3 separate regions of the Zea mays genome follow, and all the other regions are linked to region 1. The links are chromatin contacts, called in public Hi-C maps. All regions are on one chromosome and are shown on one strand. The core of a region is the stretch at or near the end of the contact, and the rest is flanking DNA. Distances in the headings are between cores, read along the strand shown. Region 1 holds the start of LOC100274964 (Plant intracellular Ras-group-related LRR protein 4). Region 2 holds the start of LOC103642122. Region 3 holds the start of LOC606438 (Protein CUP-SHAPED COTYLEDON 3).

The links. A called contact is a pair of places that touch in the nucleus more often than the background predicts.
Region 2: a contact with region 1 is called in a Hi-C map of leaf, with 4 times the contacts expected there. The contact joins the promoter of LOC103642122 here to the promoter of LOC100274964 in region 1. A contact is called at or near these places in 14 of 25 Hi-C or Micro-C datasets (bundle sheath, ear, endosperm and 5 more).
Region 3: a contact with region 1 is called in a Hi-C map of tassel, with 3 times the contacts expected there. The contact joins the promoter of LOC606438 here to the promoter of LOC100274964 in region 1. A contact is called at or near these places in 3 of 25 Hi-C or Micro-C datasets (ear and tassel).

What each region holds. Positions count from the first base shown.
Region 1 is chr1:193,295,588-193,298,976 of Zm-B73-REFERENCE-NAM-5.0, forward strand. LOC100274964 (Plant intracellular Ras-group-related LRR protein 4) reads right to left here and starts at 1,565. Exons shown (of 3, transcript XM_008670882.4): 1 at 267-1,565. The coding sequence starts at 942.
Region 2 is chr1:193,153,747-193,156,950 of Zm-B73-REFERENCE-NAM-5.0, forward strand. LOC103642122 reads right to left here and starts at 1,689. Exons shown (of 1, transcript XM_008665438.4): 1 at 291-1,689. The coding sequence starts at 1,100. The coding sequence ends at 609. LOC100279120 reads right to left here and starts at 2,358. Exons shown (of 1, transcript NM_001152161.1): 1 at 1,722-2,358. The coding sequence starts at 2,351. The coding sequence ends at 1,920.
Region 3 is chr1:193,112,218-193,115,591 of Zm-B73-REFERENCE-NAM-5.0, forward strand. It overlaps LOC606438 (Protein CUP-SHAPED COTYLEDON 3), which reads right to left and starts at 1,802. Exons shown (of 2, transcript XM_008665424.4): 1 at 757-1,802. The coding sequence starts at 1,521.

The DNA.
Region 1 (3,389 bases), core at 315-2,814:
ACGATCAGGAGCTCTGATCAACCGATCAGAAGCCGATTAATCGGACTGATCGTCCGATTAATCGCTCTAATCGCTCTGATCGGTCCTCTGGCGATCAGAAGCTGATCGCCGATCTGAAAACATTGCACAACAGAACAATGCATATGCTTCAAGTTTAACTCGGTAGAGCTCTAAATCGTAGCAGCAATTTACATGAAGGCGCATGTAAGCACTCCACTGAAATCACAAATTTGGAAACAGAGCAGTTGAAGGTAGAATGGGCTCACCATAGCCGCCGTCCACAGGAGTCGCCACGGAGTTTGCAGAAACTGCTCCTCGCGGCATATGGGAGCTCGACGCCACAACCCTGTCGTCCCACACTGCGGCCTTGGCCTTCTTGACGTAGCTGTCGTCCATGGAGACGCGCCCCATGCCGGTCACCATCCTCGGCGCGCTGAACCCATTAGGTTCCATCGACGAGTAGCGGTGAGCGCCGCTGTCAGCGGCCACCGCCGATGACGACGCGGCTGCGAAGGAAGACGAGGCGGCAGCGGTGGTCGCAGCGGCGACGCGGGGCGCGGCGCGGGTGGAGCTGGAGCCGGAGCTGGACGGCACGCACTGCGACGCGCGCTGGATGAGGTCGTCGAAGAGGCCGTGGAGCGCGTCGAGCTCGAGGAGGCGCGCGGCGTCGCGCTTCTGCTCGCGGCAGTGGAAGGCGGCGAGCGCGCGGTGCATCTCGAGGGCGACGCCGAAGAGCTCGTCGGGCACGGCGGGCGGCCTGCGCAAGCGCGCGGCGGCGTCGAGGCGCGCCCGCTCCTCGCGGTCGGCGGCGCGCACCAGCGCCTCGGCGGCCTCCGCCTCCTCCGGCGCCGGGCGCGCCGGCAGGGCGCGGTGCAGCCGCATGATCTCGCCCACCACGCCGTCCACCGACCCGAAGGCCGCCGCGTCGAGCGCGGTCCCCATCCCGGCGGCTCAGGAACAGCCCAGATCTCCGCGCCTCGGTCCCTTCCCACGCGACGGTACGGTACGGGCAGTCGGGATCCTCCTTATGTAAGCCTCGGCGCGCGGGCCTCGCCGCTGCGCTTTCCCGCGCCCGTCGTCGCCATCGCCAACCGCTCGTCACGTGGCGCCCGTGGCGCCCCGCCTCGGATGCCGCCCCCCCTTTCCGGATAAGAACCGGAACCACCAGAGCCCAGGTGTGCGGCGCCGGATCACAGCTCGGCGCGCCCGCCGGGCCGAAGGAGATAAAAAGGCAGCTTTTTTTTTCTCGGCGGCGGTGGCCCGATCCAACAGCGCGGGGTGGACGGACGGGGCGGCTCGGACACCGCCGAATTGCCGGTCCGGTGGGGAGGAGGTGGGATTGGGAGGGGTGGTTCGCCCACGGGCACGGCTCACCGAGGTAGGTAGGTCTGCCGCAATGCGCAGGGGGCGGACCGATCGCGCGGGTGGGCGGGGGCGGTGGCCGCCGTGGGTGGTTCCTGGTGCGTGCCTGGCCCTGGTCTCGGGATGGGGAAATGGGAAATGGATTGATCAGCGGGCTCGGCGCTTGGGGTCACGTAGGTAGAAATGAAGCCGGGAGGCCTGCTCGGGCAAGGGAAGAGACAGACAGAGAGGGTGATGTGATGTGCTGTCCCTGTCCAGTGACGTCCAGTATCGTCGCTGCTCGGCTACCGCCTTCGTTCGCCCGTGGGACGGGATACCGTAGGGGGGCGTTTGGTTGCCTTCTCCGGTGGTGCAGCTGCATCTATGCAAAAAGTATTGTTTGTTTGGTTCGTTGTATCGCACGAGACAGGCTAGCACGGAACTTAAAGCGCCGCGAGCCAGGCCCGGCAGAAACACATCGCGCGGCCGCACGCGCGCGGCCAGGCTCCGCTCAGCCAGCTCTTTACTCGTGCACGCATATCGAGACACGTTTTTAATTGGTTTTTTCATTATATCGTCTAATTAAAAGATTTAATCACCGAACCGATTTCATATCCGCGTTCCTGACATTTTTGCGAACGAAACTAGACCACTCATACTATATATATTTCAAATAAAAAAATTACGTGATTAAGATTAATATATAATTAGTGTATATTAACATGTAATTAGTATCTATTAAGCAATTTACCATATAATTAGTGTCTATTAATAGATTTTTTAATTTATTTAACAATTTTTTTAACTCATGCACCATGTACTCATGCAAGCAACCAAACAACATCTCTTGTGAACCAGACTGGCCACATACACACAACCAAACACGCTATACTGCATGCACTCAGCCAGTCCAGTCTGAGCCAGGCTCACTAGATACGAGTCAGGCTCACCCATACAAGTAACCAAACGCCCCCTAGTTGTAGATCTGGTGGCGATTGGCGTCTCTATGCTACTAGTAGAACTGTAGAAGTATAGCTTGCATGAATCGCACGTTGTTTAACGGCGTCCGAGGAACAAGATACCACCAGGTTTCATGCGCTGCCCGGTGGTTGATTAATTAATTAATTAATTAATTAAATTCTCCCTGCACTGTCATTTGTCAAGGTAAAAGTGGGGTGAGTGATTAGTTAGTTAGTTAGTTAGTTAGTTAATAACCATCTATCGACGACACCTTCCTCCGTCGAGTCCTAGTGTCCGGAGAGAATCTCTCGACTCGACGAAGCTTGAGCTCTGAGTGGATCGGAGTTCATCGGTGTCTCGGTGATGACCCTGCTGCACCACCGCTAGGTAATTCGAGGCCTTTTGATCCTGCCCTGGCAAAGGCGAAGGGCCGCGGGCCGGACCAGCAAGGCAGCGGGTCCACGTGCGAGCGGAAGCCTCCTCGAACCGCTGTCCGGCAGCGGCGCATGGGCCAGCCAGCCACCGCTCCACCGCTGGGCTGGCCAGCAGCACGTCGGCGCGCGCCCACGGGTTATCCCTCGGCACGCGCCATGTGGGTCCGACGACGCGTCCGGCCCACATGGCAGACACACCACCATGGTGCGGTGCGAGTGCAGTGCGAGTGCAGGATAGTTTTCGTATCTGAGGACTGCGGGTGACGGGGTGAGTGCGTCGCGGTGGCTGGCAGCCGTGGCGTGCACATGGCTGCCGCCGCATCCGGACGACAGGGAGATGTGTTTGTTCGTGCAGATGAGAGCACCCAGCACAGCAGACGCAGTCTCCATTCTCATCTCATCTGAAGACGCCTAGTAGTGTACTACCCGCATCTCCATCCTGGACTCGCTTCTTAATCACTTGGCAAAAGAGTAACAGGGTGACGTGTTTGAATAGTAGTATTACTGCTGCCGCTGGTTTGGTTTCTGCGGTGGTCGTCAATGGATTGGCAACGTTGGGTAGGGATAGGGCAGGCAGGCGGTTGAGGTGATCACATCACACGCTTCGACAGACCACCTCTGCCTTTTCAGGTAACGGTCCTTGTCAGGATAGGA
Region 2 (3,204 bases), core at 439-2,938, 140 kb before region 1:
TCCGGCCGGAGTGCCGGACCGAGGCGGGGGCAGTGGTAGCTGTAGCCCTGTAGCTGCCATGTCGCGCTCCCGGCGCTGCAGAGAAAGGGACGCTGAAGCCGAAGCAGACCTGAACGGCTGAACCTGAACGGGAGGACGGATGAGAGGAGGAAGAAGAATCCTCTCTGCTCTGCTCTGCTCTGCTCTGTTCTGGTTTTCTCGTCTGCGTCCGTGCTTCAGAAATCAAATACATTTGCCTGTCCGTCCAGGACCCGAAGGGATCCACGGCGTGTTCATTCCAGGAGCAAGACTGACGCAAAGCGGCGACAATGACGATGACCCGAAACAACGAAAGAAGAACACAAGTTACATGCCCGTTCACGGACCGACCATTCATGGTCCGGGTCTCCAACTCGCGGCAACGATCGATCGATCATCTTCCTTCCGAGACCGACCGATGTCATATCATGCACACAATCGCCATACTTACATAGATAGATAGATGCCATATACATCACCACAAAATCAAAATCGTCAGTAGCTTTATTGCGGGAGCTGGATCACGTACGGGCGGCAAGCGAAGCGACAGCGCCATGGCCCCCACCTCCTCGATCGATGCCGGCTCGGCGTCACGCCTCGCCGTCGTCGAAGTTCTGCTTGTAGCTGACGGAGTCGTACCCGAAGTCCTGCGGCGCGGGGGCCTTGAGCGGGCGGCCGTCGCGCCCCAGCAGGCGGCGCGCCCCGGCGCGGAGCCTGAAGAGGGTGTGCCGCCACCCGCCGGCGCACCGGCACCCGCCCAGGCCTAGCGGCCGCGCCTCGTCGTCGTCGTCGTCGTCGTCGTCGCCGCCGCCGAGCTCCAGCGCGCGGGTCGCGAACGGTGCCGTGACCCACCCGAGCCCCCACTCCCACCACCGCCGCAGCGCGCCCGCCGCCGCCAGCGCCTTGACGGAGGGCATCGACCGCGCGCGCCGGAACGCCGCCACGGAGGACGACGGCCTCACGCGCGCCGAGAAGGAGGAGATGCGCCGCCGCAGCTCGATCCCGGTCCCTGCCGTGGTCACCGGCAGCTGCTCCTCGCTCCCCCGCGGCTTGATCGTCTCCAGGATCGCGTCGGTCGCCATTGCTCCTCGACTTTGGCGACCACCGACCCGGCCGGGGGATCGAACGGGCTGTGGGAGACACTAGTGGATGGGAGAGGGGGAGAGATCTTGGACGCGGAGGCTGGACCGGTTGGTAGGCGCGAAACTGACAAACTCCTGGCTCCTCAGCTCATCACTGCTTGGGGGACTGAAGAAGAGCTGGAGCAGCTGTATTCCGATTCCGACCAAGACCAATACACGCGTAGCGGGTAGAAAACCCAAAGAAAAGAGACGATGGCAAGACGAACAAGCGAGCTCCAGTCTCGCATGTCGCATTGCTTGCCATGATGTCTGCAAGCGGGGCGGCACGGCGTGTCGGCGCCTGACGCGGAATACCGAGGAGAGGGGCCGGCGGGCCGTTGTTTGTCCCGTGCCGGTGCGTGCTCAGCCAGACGTGCCGCCCACGCGCGCGGTCCATGTGATGTGCCCATCGCCCCATCCACTCTTCTCCAGTCTGATCTGGATTATTGTGCGTTGTGTTTTGGACAGCTTGCTAGCCGTATACACATAAATACGTACATATGTATACCGTATACTGTATATACATCTAGGTGCGGAGATACTCAAGGCAGTTTCCATTCGCATGGCAGCAAGGTTTTTTTGTTTTTTGCACCCGAACAAGCACGGCCTGAATACTTTCATTGTCGACCGAAGAAAGTAAATGCCAACAATCCAGATGAACAAGAAAAAAAAAGAAAAGAAAGCAAATCCCGAGTGACGCATCCACGACCACGATCCATCCATTTCCAGCGCAGCAACAGTTACCAGTTACCTAGCGGACGGACGGAGCTGGGAACGGCATCACAGGCGGGCGGTGTCCACGGCCGCGCCGCCGATGTTGGCGCCGGGGAAGAACGCGCCGCCGGGGCCGGCCCAGGACACGCCCTCCTCGGCCTTCCACGCACCGTCATCGAAGTTGCGCGCGTAGCTGGCGGAGTCGTACCCCAGCACCCCGGCTCCGGCTCCGGCCCCGGCCCCGCCGCCCGCCGTGGCACTCCTCCTGCCGCTGCCGCCCTTCCTTTCCGCCGCCGTGCCGCCTCTTCCGCAGAGCCCCGCCCACGCCAGCTTCCGCGCGCGGCCTGCGCCGCCGCACCAGTACCGCCGCCTCGCCGCGCAGCTCAGCCGCACGGCCGCCCACCGCAGCAGCACCCACGCCCGCGCCCGCACGCCGCCGCCCCGCGGACGCTGGCTCTGGCTCCCCTGCGAGAGCAGCCGCTGGTACGTTACACCCATCAATCACGAGACGCCGCGCCGTACTGCAGTCCGCAGTCGTTTTTGGCGCCACCTCGTAACGTATCGAGGTAATACGGTGGGTGGGTGGGCGGACGAGCGTTGGCGGTGTGGCTCTTTTGCTTGCGCGCGTGCAGTACTGCAGTGCGGGCTGGGTAGTTTTTGACTTTTGAGGGGGGTTTCCGCGTCGTTGGGTAGTGGACCGCGCACCGCACGACGGTTTGGGCCGGGCGGGTGCGGGATGGGCCCTGAGATGCACGTCCGTCCTGCTATCGACAGATGCACAGCGGGGGTGCTCAGGGCCCACACCACCACCACCACCACCGAATATCATTTCTCCCTGACCCACTTCTATTTTTTTTCATCTCTTAAATATATCTTGTTCTTAATTTGAAGCCCTAGTTGGACGTACACAAGTGTTGGTCTCGTTCGCCAGGATGACACTTTGCTTATATTGGAAGCGCTGTCAGGAAACAGGATTTCATTCGTAATCCTGCAACTCATAGAGCGGGCAGCGACTAGGGGTGTGTTTGTCCTCATGGCCCAGCAGCCTGGCTGCGCTCCCGGGCTGCAGCTCCCGTGTTTGCGTCGTCTGGCTTACTCGGGAGCCTGGCTGTCTGCGTGCAAGTTTAGTCTCTCAACCTGTCTCCATAGAAACGAGATCAAGGTCCGTTTCTTGGGAGCCTGACTATTCATGGCGCAAGGATTCCGCGTTTAGATAGTTTTAGTCTTCTAGCCCGGTTAGATACTGAGTGACAAGAGCCAGACTCATATGATATAAGTGCGCAAATAAAATTAGTTATAGTAGTCGGGACATGCTAAGTCCAGCCTAGACGAGTTAAATGGGTCGAGCTGG
Region 3 (3,374 bases), core at 552-3,051, 180 kb before region 1:
GGGACATCCTATTCATTGTATGGTACGGCAGAGATTTGGAAGGGAGGTATATGTCAGTGTTTGTAGATATGCCAAGTACATCCATGATGCACCCCTGATGCATGGCAAGGCACAACACAACACAAAAACAAAACACAGAAGCATCAGTAGCTCTGGCTGGCTGGCATGGATCCTATGTGTCAGTGCAAATAGATTTCGAGCAGAGATAGACGATGGAACTACTCCTGGCCATGCATGCTGCTGAACCTGGGCACAAACACTGTGGCTAGCTGTTGTACCAGTGCATCATCATGCTTACACCAGCTATTGTAGTGCCATTGATGAATGCACACACAGAAGGAGTACTCCTACATAAAGCACACATCTATCAATCTGCATGCAAATGTCACCCAAGCCATCTTCCTTGTACTGCGGCTATGGTGCATATGCATGCATGCCACATCCATTGCAGCCAGCACTCAGCAGTACTAGTATAGCAGTATCTCATATGACATATCTGCATCTCCTACCCTCTTGTCAATGGCATCACATCTCTACTACTGTCACACTGTGTTGCGTTTTCACGGGCATTCATTCAAAAGAAGAATCATTGAGAACAGAACAGAAAGCGTGAAAAGATCGGCCCTGAAACCTTAAGTAACCCATTCATGGAGTAATAATCTAGCTAGCTCTGCGCCGTTTCAGTTTTAGTTGTAGGAACTCAAGAAAATCTAGCTAGCTCTGCGTACGTACTCCTACATGTACTATAGTTCATACCTTGCAGGGGCGGCGAGCGGCGGCGAAGTCGCCGTCGAGGCGGTACTCGTGCAGGACCCACTTGGTCTTCTCGCCGCGCGGCGCCCGGCCCTTGTAGAAGACGAGCGTCTTCTTCATGCCGAGGAGCGCGCCGGTGGCGGCGTTGAGCACCTCGCGGTCCTTCCCGGTGGCCTTCCAGTATCCGGCGCCGGTGGCGCGGTTGGTACGGAGGCCCGTGGGGTACTTGCGGTCGCGGAGGCTGAAGAAGTACCACTCGCGCTCCCCCATGCGCGCCGCGTCGGGGAGCTCCCACGGCTCGCACCGGTTGAGGTCCACCTCGGCGATGTCGATGCCGCAGCAGGCGCCGTTGAACACCTTGGCGGCGAGGTAGAAGGTGACCAGCTCCTCGTCGGTGGGGTGGAACCGAAACCCCGGGGGCAGCCCGTGCTCCCCGCCCGCCGCTGCCATCTCCTCCCCGAGCAGGTCCCACAGCGCGTCGCCCATGGCCTGGTCCTGGTGGTGATGGTGCATACAGAGTGGCTTGCTACGCAGGCACGTGGTGAGATCGATCTGGTGAGAACGAAGCAGGAAGATGAGAATCCAAGAGGGGAAAGGTATTTGATCGACCAAGAACCCTATACCCTTGCCAACCTCACTCTCACTCTTTCTTTCTACCAGATGATGAGAAGAAGCTCTGAGCTGTGGTATGGTGTGTGGGGGCGCTTTATAGTGGGGAGCTCTTGCTAGGTAGCACCACCATGCTCCTCCTGTCCTCCATAAGACCATGACCTTGAGAGCTGCTCTCTCTCTCTCTCTCGCTCGCTCTTTGTTCCTTTGTCCCAGAGAAATAGAGAGAGATATGTATGGAACGGAAAGGTTAAAAGATGGAGATGGACACGGTGGCACCTGGCATGGGCCCAATGAGGAAACTTGATGGAGCTTAACGGGAAACTGTTGCACGTCGTAGCAACGTCCTAGTCCTAGCCAACACCACCGGCCAGCGCTAGTTCTAAGCTACGCTACCTCAACGAGTAGCTAGCCCTAGCTGCTGTAAAGTCTCATGCATGCATACATACATCAACATGCAATGCATTGACGCAACACAGCTTTTAAAGCCGTGAGAGAGCAAAGAGGACGCCGAGGGAAAAACGTACGTACACATGCATGCATGTTCATTCGTCGCCGTGCAGTACTGTAAGTACGTGCATGTGTAATACCTGTCAAAGGTACAAGGTTCAAAAGGGTCATGCGCCCTTAACTTTATTGGATTTAGAGTTGTACCCTCTTATGTTACTTATCATCTTATCATGTAAAGATTCGAAGCTACGTTCTCTAATCTTGTGTAGTCATGTAAATCATTCCCCTGTATACATGAGTACAACTTAAAGAAAGCATAGTCTCTTGCACCACTTTAGGCTCTGTTTGGTTAGAGGGACTAATCTTTAGTCTCTGGTTTTTAGTCCCGTTTATTAGTCTCTATTTTGTCAAACGGAAGGACTAAAGTAGGGACTAATTGGCTTTAGTCTCTAGTCACTCACATGAGTGCTAAAAGGGACTAGAGGGCAACATTTACTCTAATTACCCTTGCTAGAAAACTGGCGTCAAACAAAAAAGGGGTATTTTGTTCTTTATGTGTTGTATTTAATGTATTTAGAATATGTTTAGTCCCTACAACCAAACAGGGTAGGGACTAAAATTTAGTCCATGGACTAAACTTTAGTCCTAAGACCAATGGAACCAAACGGGGCCTTAATATGGTACTAGAGCCAAGAATTTTTTTTGTAATTCTCTATAGCAAATCATTCTTCCTTCTCTTTCTCCTCCCATGTCGGGTGCCGCTTCTTCATCATTGCATCGATCATCATACATAAACACAAGTCGTCACGATTTGACTAACCAAATCCAATTTCCTCCTCGCACATGCCCACCTTCTTGAAGCTCGAAGCTTCTAGGACGATGCTGTCGATGGGAAAATCCTCCGTCCGGGTGGCGGAATGCACCCGCCCTAATCCTAAGATGAGGAGAGGGCCTAAGCGTTTGCCTGTTTGGTGAATTTTGGATGAACACAAGAGGACTCGAGGGATTATAGTGGTTCAGGCTGCTAGAGCGTAATACCCTACCTCCACTGTGTGTAAATTGTATTGAGTGTGTCCCTTGTAACGATGTGTGCCTTCCCTTTTATAGTTTAAGGGAGGCACATACAAGGATGTTGAGCTCCGACAGGCCCAGGAGCATAATGGAAGAAATACATTACGTGAATAATTAATGCTGACAGCACACCAAAATCTTTAATGGACGTTGTGTTGCTCCCTCTGTCTTAGTAACGCATGAGTAATCAGCGGGAGTCATGATGACTGCAGTCCATGCAGTATTGATAGGCAGTTACCCTTTTCTTGGTAACGCGTGAGTAATGGTGAGTCATTGCCCTTGCTATGGTAACGTGTGAGTAACAGCGCGGCCCACGCAGCGTGGACTGGGCACGCCGCCTGTTACTGGAATGGACATACGCACGTCTTATCCGTAATAAATGCAAAGACGCGCGTAGCCCAGAGGCTTTATGTCAGGCTCCGCCTGTTGGCTTACGCTGCGCGCAGTAGGCCACGTGTCAGCATCGGGTCTCCGCCTGGGCGAGAAGCAGG